Regions from separate parts of the Bicyclus anynana genome. Here region 2 is linked to region 1. Evidence: chromatin contacts called from public Hi-C data. All regions are on one chromosome and are shown on one strand. Each heading gives the region's core, a stretch centred on a gene start, on an enhancer-like site or on the middle of the called end of the contact. The rest is flanking DNA. Distances are from core to core; before and after follow the strand shown. Region 1 overlaps LOC112044074 (bone morphogenetic protein receptor type-1B). Region 2 overlaps LOC112044074 (bone morphogenetic protein receptor type-1B).

Region 1 (5,955 bases), core at 1,954-4,453:
TTTTTATGACGGCAATAAAACGTCGTCAAACAAGCATATAACATTCGGAAAATATAAAAGTTGCGGATTCCCAAAATACTACAGAGTTTTCTATTTTAAAAATGTGACAAAACATGATTCACGATGCACTGAATTTTCGAGTTATTTCTGTAAAAACTTTGTATGTAAACTTTGCATTCCTGCGAAAATATATGTAAAAATCTAGGCCAATAATAATATTTTATTACTAGACTATTATAAGTCGATGGTTTTTTTACGCGTATGTCACCGTCACCAACACATATGATTCCCAAAAATTAAAGAAAGTAGACGAATCGTCATTATATAGAAATAAACTAATCTTAAGTTACCATACGCTCGAGCTTTTTGCTCACGCCAAAAGTAAGGCCTTGATGGGGCCTTCATAAAATTTATTTACATAACATTACTTGTTGTTATTTATAGCGACAAACAGACGGACAACGGAGACTAATGGCAGGCGTCCACTGATCCGCATCGTATGTATCGGAGTCAGACGCATCGCATCAAACGGATTTTTAATTTTACGTTAGATAAAATCCGTTCGATGCGATTCGATCAGTGAACGCACTTGTATAGACTTTCTATACAAGAATACTAAAATTGATGATGCGGATCTGTGGACGCCTGCCATAAGAGGGTCTCGTTGGCATCCTAAAAAGGATATGATCAAAGCGAGATCACAATAGATGCTGGAGCACTTAAGTCTAACAAAGGAGCCTCTAATCGGTAACAACCAATCTCAATGACATAGTTATCATTAAGATCTCCGTCAATCCTTTCTTAGTTAAATCGTTTATACTGTATTTTAAGACCAACCCAGGCAGTAGACTTTGTTGTAAGCGTAGTTTTTTCCCGGGACTTCCCGCCACTTCAAATTCCATCTGTCACACACATTATGTGATTCAAGTTTTTGAATAACATTATTATATCTGCAAAGAAAGGAATTTATAAAGCACCGTCGTAGTACCCATGCCCTTCAGATCAAAATCTAAAAAGGTATGGTAGCCGATATAACTATAGGCACAACGAAGCTTAAACATGAAGCAGTGATCGAAAGGCGAAAGGAAAAATTTAAACACAAGGTTCTTTTTTTTACACAATATTTCCGTACGAGAGATTGTTTTGCATTCAACAACGACAGGATCAAGTAATTGTTCCGTCAACCATAAGCATAAAGATAGTCAGAGACAAACACAAAACTTTTTAAATCGAGACTCTAATTGTGCAACTCCAAGAATCAGGGTTGGAATTGCAACGCGAAATCGCAATTAAAAAACTAACCGCCATACTCACCTCAGTTTCCCAAAGGACGAACCGATACTAAAATCGAAAAAGGGCAAGTTACGTACGTAAGAAACTCAACTGAAGAAATGTGATCACATACAAGAGCCACATTACGGACAGTTTTCGATTCGTCTCGGCAAAATGAAATGACCATTGATAATGGTTATATTACCCGATCCTAATTGCGAACGGGATTGCCTCGCGGACATTCTGTATAAGAGAATATTTTCATCACGATACGATCAAATTCAAATTCGTTTATTTCAAGTAGCCTTAGTTTACGAGCATTTTTTAAATGTCAAGTTTGAGTATATATAGAGGAATTTTTTTAGCCGGCCAGATATTAACAGCTGCTCTTTTATTCGTATAATATGCTAAGGATTTTTGTTTACTTATGGAAAATTTTATTTGCTGGTTTTATCTTAAGATAATATAATATTAAAAAAGAAATACAAGATGATTGAAGAGTTTATAATTCAATTTGTGTAAAGTGAAGGTAAAGCCAATGACTGATTAATAGAAAACATATGATGTCTTAAGTTATAGTAAGTTGTAGTAAGTAAGTATATTAGTGCCTAGATCTGTACAGATTTAAAGACTTAGATGAAACAAAAACATTTTAGGTAATCCTCTTTTTTTGGGGTAACGAAATTCTTTTAGATAGATTTGCAATCTCATTATTTTCCTGGCTGTCAGTGCTTAGATACACCGCGCTATTCTACTATAGGCTGGCGGATTTAATATTTGACACTGTTAACACCACTACAGATAGCTTAACGTGCCCTTAAATCCAATATTAATCCAATATTTCTTAGCCTGATCCAAGACCCGAAGCAAGGAATCCACGATCCATAGATTAACTGGACCGACGAAACGGTGACTAAACCAATCCATCAATAGAGATATAGTACGATGACCTATCGAATGCCCTTTACAAGTCTAAGATTACATCTGACGATGGTGAAAACGATATAATAGGAAAGACTTACAAAACGGCTCATTAGTTGCCTTCCAGAGCGTAGGACGAGATGACTGGATAATGTATCGACATCCTACGCTCTATAGATACACAATATAAAATCAGTTCTATAGCGTGTAGCTGCTAGCTGGTTATACTGGGAACCATACGAATGTGGCATATGGTTGCTAATTGTAAGCCTCAATAGATCCATGGTTAATGGACTCCAACCGAGAGGTCACGGATTCGATCCCCGCCCGCGCCCAACATTTTTTACAACTACGAAGTGTTATTCGTCAGTATTGAAACACGACTTATATTCTTATAATAAGTAAATTATATTGAAAGGTAAAAAAACTCTTTTCTGCCTTGTTGCACCTTCCGATAACGAGGTCCTGGATTCGAATCCCGAAATTCTCAGTAGACAATATAACTCTCAGCTTCGATAGTAGAAAGCTTTTGGTGGCTTGCACAAGGTACTACGATATGAACAATACGTACAAATTGTCCAAAATCCAGAATTCCTTCTACAATACAGGCTTAGGAGGGTGTCCTCAGAGTATGCAGTATACTCTGAGGACACCCTCCAACCCTATCTGTGAAGTTCAGGCCATTGGTCACATGTACATCGGAGTGATGAGACTCAGAGAGCAAGTAAGTTAAGTTAGCCGCTAGTCCGGCGCATACCATTAACATAACTCATTGTGGTCATTACAAGTCTATTTTGTTGTCTGATGAATATTGTTTTATATTTTTTATCAACAAAGAATATATCTATCTATATATCCTAACCCGCGTTGCAGCAACCTAATGTGTCTCAGCTCCGTATCCCATCTCCTGCCTATAAAGTGTGCCGTTAAAATAGGCCAGTACCTAATGATGATGAATACCTATATGTACATGTACGAGTTCCCGTTTATATGTGGCACATAAATATACAGAGAGCGAACAATAGCAGGATCGAGTCTGAGCCGAAGGGCGTCCGCGTCTGCGCATTGTCGCGAGGTGTCGGCCGCTCCGCGTGACAGATGGAAACAAAACCAAAACCAAAACCGATCCAGGGTTGCCGACCACGGGATGAAGTTAGAAACGCTGTTTTAAAAAAAACAACCATCTCCGGTATATTGTCAAGGTTTTGCACTGAATTTGGTAATCGTTGATTCCGGAGGGTGTGGGTTCGAATCCGGTTCGGGGCATGCACCTCCAACTTTTCAGTTGTGTGCATTTTAAGAAATTAAATATCACGTGTCTCAATCGGTGAAGGAAAACATCGTGAGGAAACCTGCATACCAGAGAATTATCTTAATTCTCTGCGTGTGTGAACTCTGCCAATCCGCATTGGGCCAGCGTGATGGACTATTGGCCTAACCCCTCTCATTCTGAGTGGAGACTCGAGCTCAGCAGTGAGCCGAATATGGGTTGATGACGAAACGGTATTTTCAGTGTGCCTAGTGGGAGCTTTCAATATTTTCATACAGTTACTATCGCGTTAACGTAAACGCGAATTGAAATGAAACAGTTGCAGTAGTGCCTCTAGATGGCGCTGTTTCAATTCCTTAGAAATTCGCGTTTACGTTGACGTGATCGTCACAGTATCAAACTGCCTAGGCCCTCAGTTGTGTGCATTTTAAGAAATTATATATCACGTGTCTCGAACGGTGAAGAAATAACATAGTGAGGAAACCTGCCCAACAGAGAATTTTCTTAATTCTCTGGGTGTGTGAAGTCTGCCAATCCGCATTGGGTGAGCGTGGTGGACTATTACCCTAATTTCTTTCATTCTGAGAGGAGACATGAGCTCAGCAGTGAGTCGAATATGAATGATGAGGAAACGGTATTAAAAATCATCGTCACTTCAGTCGAGGTACGTCTACTGCTGGCTGCTGGCTTAGAGACTTCCAAATAAAACGGGTCTGCAACTAGGGGATCCATGCTATACATTTAATGATGTCATTCATAGTAAGGGGTTGATCAAGACCGCATTTTGCGGGTTCGTCAATTCAACACCAAGGTCCTAAAACCTCAACAAATAATTCAATCTCCATGCGACTGCGATTTAAGCTATTCATGGTTTTTTATGGAACAACAAACCTAATATGTGTAAAACGCAAATCCAGGTGAAAAACAATGATGTTTCTGCGTTTGTACGCTAAGAACTCTTAACTCTAAACAATGGCTGTTGATGGAGTTTTCAGCAATAGATAAGAGTGATTCGAATAAGAAAGAAAGAAAGTATGATAAAAAATGTCATGGTTCAGAATATTTAGGCGAAACTATATTTAGCTTAGCAACTTCGTTCGTAACACTCGCTGCTTTGCGCGGGCCGTGAGGCGTGTGGCGATAAATGAAAAGGACTGATGCACCTCACTTCCCCGCACGCACGATTTCACACCCGCGCAGTCTTTCCTCCTATCGCCCGCATATCATGGGAGTGTCATCATGGAACGTGCCAGACTATAGACATCGAAATCGAAGTGTATAAAACATAATTTTAACAACTGTATCAATATTGTTTTTAGGACGAGTACAGTACAACCAGTAGTCACGAAACGGCAACTCGTGGTTATTTATTCACGAGTCTATTTTGATGGCGCGCATGATTCATTACGTATAATATTCCAGTAAATTATAACCGTTTTGTTGGAATCCGAGTCGGTGTAATCTCAATTGGTAACGTTAGCTTAATGGAAACGTTTTGTGACGTGATTGTGAGACATGGCAGTGTATTACGCGTGTACGCCCTAATTACAATGTGTCTCGTGCACTGGCGTGCATGAGGTTGTCGATCAGGGTATGCACTAGTAAAAAAAATTAACATTACTTGGGGTAGGCAAAACTTTTATGTAGGACTAGCTGACGCCGCGCGGTTTCACCCGCATGGTTTCCGTTCCCATAGGACTACGGGGATAATTTAAAGCCTATAGCCTTCCTCGATTAATGGGCTATCTAACACTGAAAGAATTTTTCAAATCGGTCCAGTAGTTTCTGAGATTAGCGCGTTCAATCAAAAAAACAAACAAACCCTTCAGCTTTATAATTAAAAATTAGTATAGATATACAGGAATAGGATGAATGATAACACTGTTGTGTTCCCTCATATATATGTTGACCTGTGTTGACTTTTATGCGTAATCATAAACTTTCGAGTTGCATTTTTCTTTTCCTAAAAAAAAAACGTCTAAAAGACCCGTATCAGGATGTACGAAACTATTTCAAAGCTCACTCAAGTCAAGATAGTTTAAATTCTATACATCACATATATTTTGTTTTTTTAAAGGATTTGTGAAGAGATTTGTATCCGACGTTAAGGCAAAGCTACATCTCTGGGATTCTTAAGGCTTATTTACTTTTGTAAAATGTATTCTGCTATCATGTTTCAAAGTACATTTAACATCAAAATAATTAATTACCATAATTATGTCTATCACTTCACTTTTATTTGACAAACATTTTATAATATTTCACTCCTACGTTAATACAGTCCCTTGTGATTGTAGGCCCTTGACTACAATCTCACCTGATGGTAAGTGATGATGCAGTCTAAGATGGAAGCGGGCTAAATTGTTAGGAGGAGCATGAAAATCCACACCCTTTCAGTTTCTACACGGCATCGTACCGGAACGCTATATCGCTTGGCGGTACGTCTTTGCCGGTAGGGTGGTAACTAGCCACGAAGCCTCCCACCAGCCAAC
Region 2 (5,903 bases), core at 2,206-4,705, 130 kb before region 1:
GTGTTTTTTATCGTTCCTCGACCAACTTTTATTCTTCCTGTTGCCTGTAGGAGAAAACACATTAAATGATAATATATCATCCAATAAATATTATGGCTCAGAGCTGATCAAGAAGCCATTAAAGAGACTCTTTTACGACTGGCTGTCTGTTTAGAGTTTTATCGTTTTCTCCTTGCTTTCGTTCGTGGCGATACTTTATAAAGCTTTTTGTACGCTGGGAGTTTCAAACTGAAACTGGCGCCAGAGACTGACCATGACGTGCACTACATAGTTGTAAAAATCCACTGCCGACCTCGAGGAGTCATTACAAACCGGCTTTGGAAAAGGAAAAATTGAATTTTGAATGTTGTACCCTAGTTAAACACCTAGTGCAGTGGCCTGTACTTCATAGATGCAAAAATACACTGCCAACCCTGAGGTCTCAGTGCTAACCTGTAATGAAGAATGGTTTCTCCATTGTGTACAATTTGTACCTACATATAATGCCTACCCTTATAAAAAGTCTTGTGCAGACCACTGGTGACAGATGGATAGCATGGTGGGTTCAAAATCTACAAGGAAGGTGGTCTGGCCCAGTGGTGGGCCGTTGCGGTACCGAGGCTGATAATGATGATAATATCATTCCGTTATGCGAAAACGGTACCATTTGGCGACATGTAAATGTCCCCATGTTTATCTTCCTCAGATATGTAAAACACTCCATCAGCGTTGCTGTTATCAGTTACCTGCTCGTAGTAGATAACGCTTGCGAAGACAACTGAGCGCTTTGATTTTATTTCTTTTTATTGCAGGATAACTTTGTTTTCAAAGCTTATCATCAATGTCAGCCTATTTAAACGGCTAGGCCTACTCGAGAGGGGGTATAAAGTTTAGACCCACCCCCCACCACGCTATAATTTTGCGAGTTGGCGAGTTTAGGGTTATTTTGATTATGTAACGATCACTATCCAATAATGACCGGGACCAAAGTCTCAACGTGCTCTCCAACGCACGGAGTGTTAACACACCAACTTTGACAATTTTCACTGGAAATTTCTTGTCAGTGTTTCCTACACCGACCCAGAGCTGGAACTCAGGACCTCATGACTTCATCAAGCCATATAGGCTAACAATTACTATCATTTTCCAAACTCAAGGCTGCTATTTAAAGTTTCGCGAATGAAAGTAAATCCCAATATCTCCTATAACAACCCAACACTACACTAATTCGAAGCAACACATACAAACCAACGGTCCAACGAAGCAGTAGTCACTCATTCCTCACACACGTCAGTTTGCTGCTCTACATCTCGTATAAGCCACCGACCTGCATCATGCGATTCACGTGCCGCGACCACAGAGAATTATATGCACAGACAAATAGCTCCTACAATGTTTTATAATGACTTGAATGAACGAGCTACGCTCGGAGTGTCTCTGCGTGATCGAATCAGAAATGAGGATAACCGCAGAAGAACTAAAGTCACCGACATAGCTCAACGAGTCGCGAAGCTGAAGTGGCAATGGGCGGGGCACATTATTCGAAGAGCTGATGGACGCTGGGGTCCCAAGGTGCAAATACAACAAATGCATTCCCAAGTAGGTATATATTTTTTTTTATTATTCTTTACAAGTTAGCCCTTGACTACAATCACACCTGGTGGTAAGTGATGCTGCAGTCTAAGATAGAAGCAGACTAACTTGTTAGGAAGACGATGAAAATCCTTTCGGTTTCTACACGACATCGTTCCTGGAAAGCTAAATCGCTTGGCGGTACGTCTTTGCCGGTAGGGTGGTAACTAGCCACGGCCGAAGCCTCCCACCAGCCAGACCTAGACCAATTAAGAAAATCTCAATCGACCCAGCTGGGGATCGAACCCAGCACCTTCGTTTTGTAAATCCACCGCGCATTCCACTGCGCCACGGAGGCCGTCAATGTTCACGATTCCGTGTGCCGATATGTCCACACGGCAGTGTTTTTAAAACATGTTGCGCAGTGTTGCATTTTCAATTTTGGAACGCTTTTTAACGTCCGTTAAAAAACTCTCGTGCGAATGAGGGCTTACTCGGGCGAAGTCGCAGCCATCTGCTGGTATAGACCGATAAACACAACCCGCCCTTACATCGCGCAGTAAAACGCATGAAGCTTACCCTGTGCATCGCTACGCTGTGCATGAATGTGTGACGTCACGTTTCTGGCCGCCGCCCGACCAATTGCCGCAATGAATAACGGTCGGTTCGATCTCATCGAGCACATTCGCGACTTTTTGTTTTGTTTACGTCAGGTCACGCTATGCTATACAGGAAGAAAATTTTTTTAGTGCGGATATTTTTATATTTTGTTCATAAACAAAATTTAATGATCACGTATTTTTTCTTTTTTTTTTTAACTCAAAAATAACAAAATTATCGTTAGCTAAAGTTATTTACTTTTGAACAGAATTTTAGGGTCACCCTATTGTGCGTTTATTTTATTTTCGTTTGATACCTAAAGGACGTCACCAGATCACTTTTAAGCTGAATATATCTTGTTTAGTAATAATATGTACATTATTTTGTTATTTTAGAGACATAAATTAAAAAAAAAATACATTAAATGTATCGAACTGTTTGTAGATTTATATTCTATTAATGATACAGAACCACGAAAAAAAATATCCGCACTAAAGACCGAATCACCCTGTATAGACATAGTCGATCGACGTTCCATTCTGGAGATAGGCTTTCATAGGTCTCTTGTATGAATTTCCAAGCACAAAGGTGTTGAGCCGTCAGTATTCAACGGATCTCTTTAACCCGCTTGATTTTCTTAAAAAAATTGACCCCCTATGATAAAAGGGATGTTTTCATAGTTTTGCTCACTCGTCTATTTTTCATCTATGCGGACAAAACTTAAGTACAAACTATTCAAGTATCAAAAACAAGTACTCAAAGGTAAATCTTTTGAATATTTGCTTTCGAAGGGTACGAACAATTTGTTATTTTTAGAATTTAAACTATTATGCGTGTAATTTTCCGACGTGTGTTTTAGCCGTGTTTCATAATAAATAAATTTTGTTCATTTTTATGTTGATTTTGTAGCAGGTTTGCAGAATTAATTACAAACACACATATATAACGGTAAATGAGAAACTAGATTAAAAGTTTCTAAGCACACTTTAGCATTATCCTGAATCAATAATTCTATGACGAGAGTTAGTATTAAATTCACCTCTCTCTTTCTATCTATTGAATCGTGATAGACAAAGAAAGAGAGACGAATTCAAGACGCACAATTTGAAGTTATAAAAACATTATTACATAATATCAATACTTTCGCAAGTACATCCTGAAGATCCTACAGTATCTTTTAACCTATTAATTTAGATTACCGAAAGTCAGGCGACACACATCGCAATATTAAGTCTTGCGACATGTCGCTCCTGTGTAAGTGACAAAGTGAAATAATACCAAATGATTGGCATTAATGCATCTCAAGGATTGCTCGCGAAATTCGCCGTATCTCCCGCTCGCGGCCAACTGATTACTACACACGCAATCGCTTACACTTTGATCAGTTACAACTTTAAAGCGTCCGTCTGAGAGACTGTTTGACTTATCAACGTCTGTTTGATAACAAACTAGAGTACCATTTACTGGAGAGGATCGCCCACCAACCCACGTTTGTGCAATGTGGTGATTCTTAGCTTCGTATGCTTCCTATCAAAATATTGGGGGATTCTTCCTTCCTACTGAGTAGCAAGCCCGGAGTTAGGAACTTACTAACTAGTATTACAACCCTCTACCTATACCTCGGAGAACAGCTAGGCAATTCTGTAACGATATTTTTATAACTCGCAATTGCCAGTTTCGAATTTACTCTCGAATTTACTCTATCTCTCTCTGTTTAAAACGATACTGTAGAATGAGAAAGACAGCGGTGAATTCGAAATTCGCACTTGCGAATTATACAAACCATCGTTAGAGTATAGCCGTGGTGGTTAAATTTTCGGCCCCAGTTGTGATCATTCGTCGTCGTCATCATGAACAAATTTTAAGAAAGGGTTGCGGCGTCTCCGGCGGTGTTGGCGAGCGCAGAAGCATCGCCTGATGGGGCTTGAAGGCAGAAACAAAAGTTACTTCTACTTACTTTAAGATAACGATCGTCAAACTTTATAAGTACTTTTAAGCCCACTAACTCGTCTTGCAGCCTCATACAGCGTACTCGTTTATATAAGTGATAATGCCTGTAGATCATTAAAATGTGGACATAATATGGAAAAGTCACGATAATTGAATTGAACAAAAACATTAAGAGCGAACGTTGGGTCAAGTAGAGCGAGCCAACAGCGCGGGATCAAATCAACAAACAAGTCACTTTCCCGTGGGAAGGGCTGGTGACACTGTCGTCACTGTAATCAGCGGACAAGATTACACGAGACTTGCGCTGGGACACCAACGAAATCGTACACTTTTGTAAAATAGTATTTAATAGTACTTAAATACTAATATTATAAATGCGAATGTAAGTCTGTCTGTCTGTTACCTTTTCACGGCTAAACGGCTGAAATGATCAAAATGTACTAAGACCAATCTTGGTCAGCATAGTCCAGTATACCGCATGCAATCTTTTGCAAACAGTGTCCGAGACCGTATAGATATCTTCAGTGACTCAATTAGCAGTATTAAGACTAGGTTTCCTTAAATGGATTTCTTCTTCGCATTTATTTTTTGTTGTTTGTCTTTGTTTTTTTTTTTCTTTGTCTTTTTTCTTTTTGATTACAGTAAGTAAATAATTTGCGTTGTACCCTATGTAAGCATGTTGTGTTTGCTTCAAGTAGGCACAATTACGTGAGGATGAGAAGTAGCTATTTTTTAATATATGTTAGATTAAGTATTTGTGCCAGTTTAGCAAACCAATAAAAAAAAAAAAAAAAAAAAAAAAAATGAATTTTGGTATAATGGTAAATGGGACCTTGGAGCAAAACATAGGGTACTTTTTGACCCTATAATAAAAATAGAAGGGGTGAAATAGGGGTTGAAAGTTTGTATGGAGAGTCCTTCATTTTTAGATTTACAGATTTGTTCATGAATCATAAAAAAAATACGAAATATAATGTGATTCAAGAATTTTTAACATTCAACCCCCCCAAAGTGGTGAAATAGGGGTTAAAAAAAGTTTAAAGTTTAGAATAAATAATACTCTGGACTACAATCTCTAGACCCTGACAAAAGCGCTTCTACGCTACGCGACATCATACATGGAATTTGTAAAAAGTTGTATGAAAGCAAAGCCAAATATTTCATAGCCCGACAAACCTCTACACTCAAATTCAAGGCCTCGTGAAATGTCCCACATGAGAACTACTGGACCAACGGGTCCAGAACTGTTGTTGATCTGTTCCTCCCAAGATACAAATCCATTGTATCTAAGGCCACATTTACTGGATGACCGATTAACTGAACGTGAACGAATGAGACGCCGCGAGCTACCGATAAATCGATTAGTAACTCAGATACGGATACCTCGTACCCGGTCACGGCGTCCATCGCGATTGTGATGATGTATTGCAGCGCACGCCTTGGGACAGATATATGAAGTAGCGCTGCGTGTCGATCGAATTAGTTGCATCACTTACTGTACAATAACTGGAACATCACGTTTTTAATATAGCGCAGAGTACACAGACACACAAACAAACAGATATCAATCAAGCTGTCATCGTATTTGTAGTATTAATACAAAGATAGATAGAAGATATCACAGGCAGACTTCTTCAAGGTCTACCTTGCGAACCCTACTATTTAATTTTGCTTGCTTATTATCTAGTAATAATAGGCAAGCAAAATTAAATAGTACAGTAGAGCGCTGTTTCACCCGCCGAATAATTTGAAAAGTAATTAACGTATCTAATTTGACTCCTAAGTGAAGGAAATTCCAAAAT

Evidence for each region. Hi-C and Micro-C count contacts between places; a contact is called where the count stands out from the background.
Region 2: a contact with region 1 is called in a Hi-C map of whole body, with 3 times the contacts expected there. The contact joins two enhancer-like sites. A contact is called at or near these places in 2 of 2 Hi-C or Micro-C datasets (whole body and whole larva).

What each region holds. Positions count from the first base shown.
Region 1 is chr19:14,386,524-14,392,478 of ilBicAnyn1.1, reverse strand. All of the region lies in intron 1 of LOC112044074 (bone morphogenetic protein receptor type-1B), which reads right to left. Among protein-coding and RNA genes, the nearest start is that of LOC112044074, 6.7 kb to the right of the region's middle. Within about 2 kb of position 3,203, at least 8 of the 8 cell types and tissues checked have open chromatin away from gene starts, as enhancers often do.
Region 2 is chr19:14,518,448-14,524,350 of ilBicAnyn1.1, reverse strand. All of the region lies in intron 1 of LOC112044074 (bone morphogenetic protein receptor type-1B), which reads right to left. Among protein-coding and RNA genes, the nearest start is that of LOC112044076, 22 kb to the left of the region's middle. Within about 2 kb of position 3,455, at least 1 of the 8 cell types and tissues checked has open chromatin away from gene starts, as enhancers often do.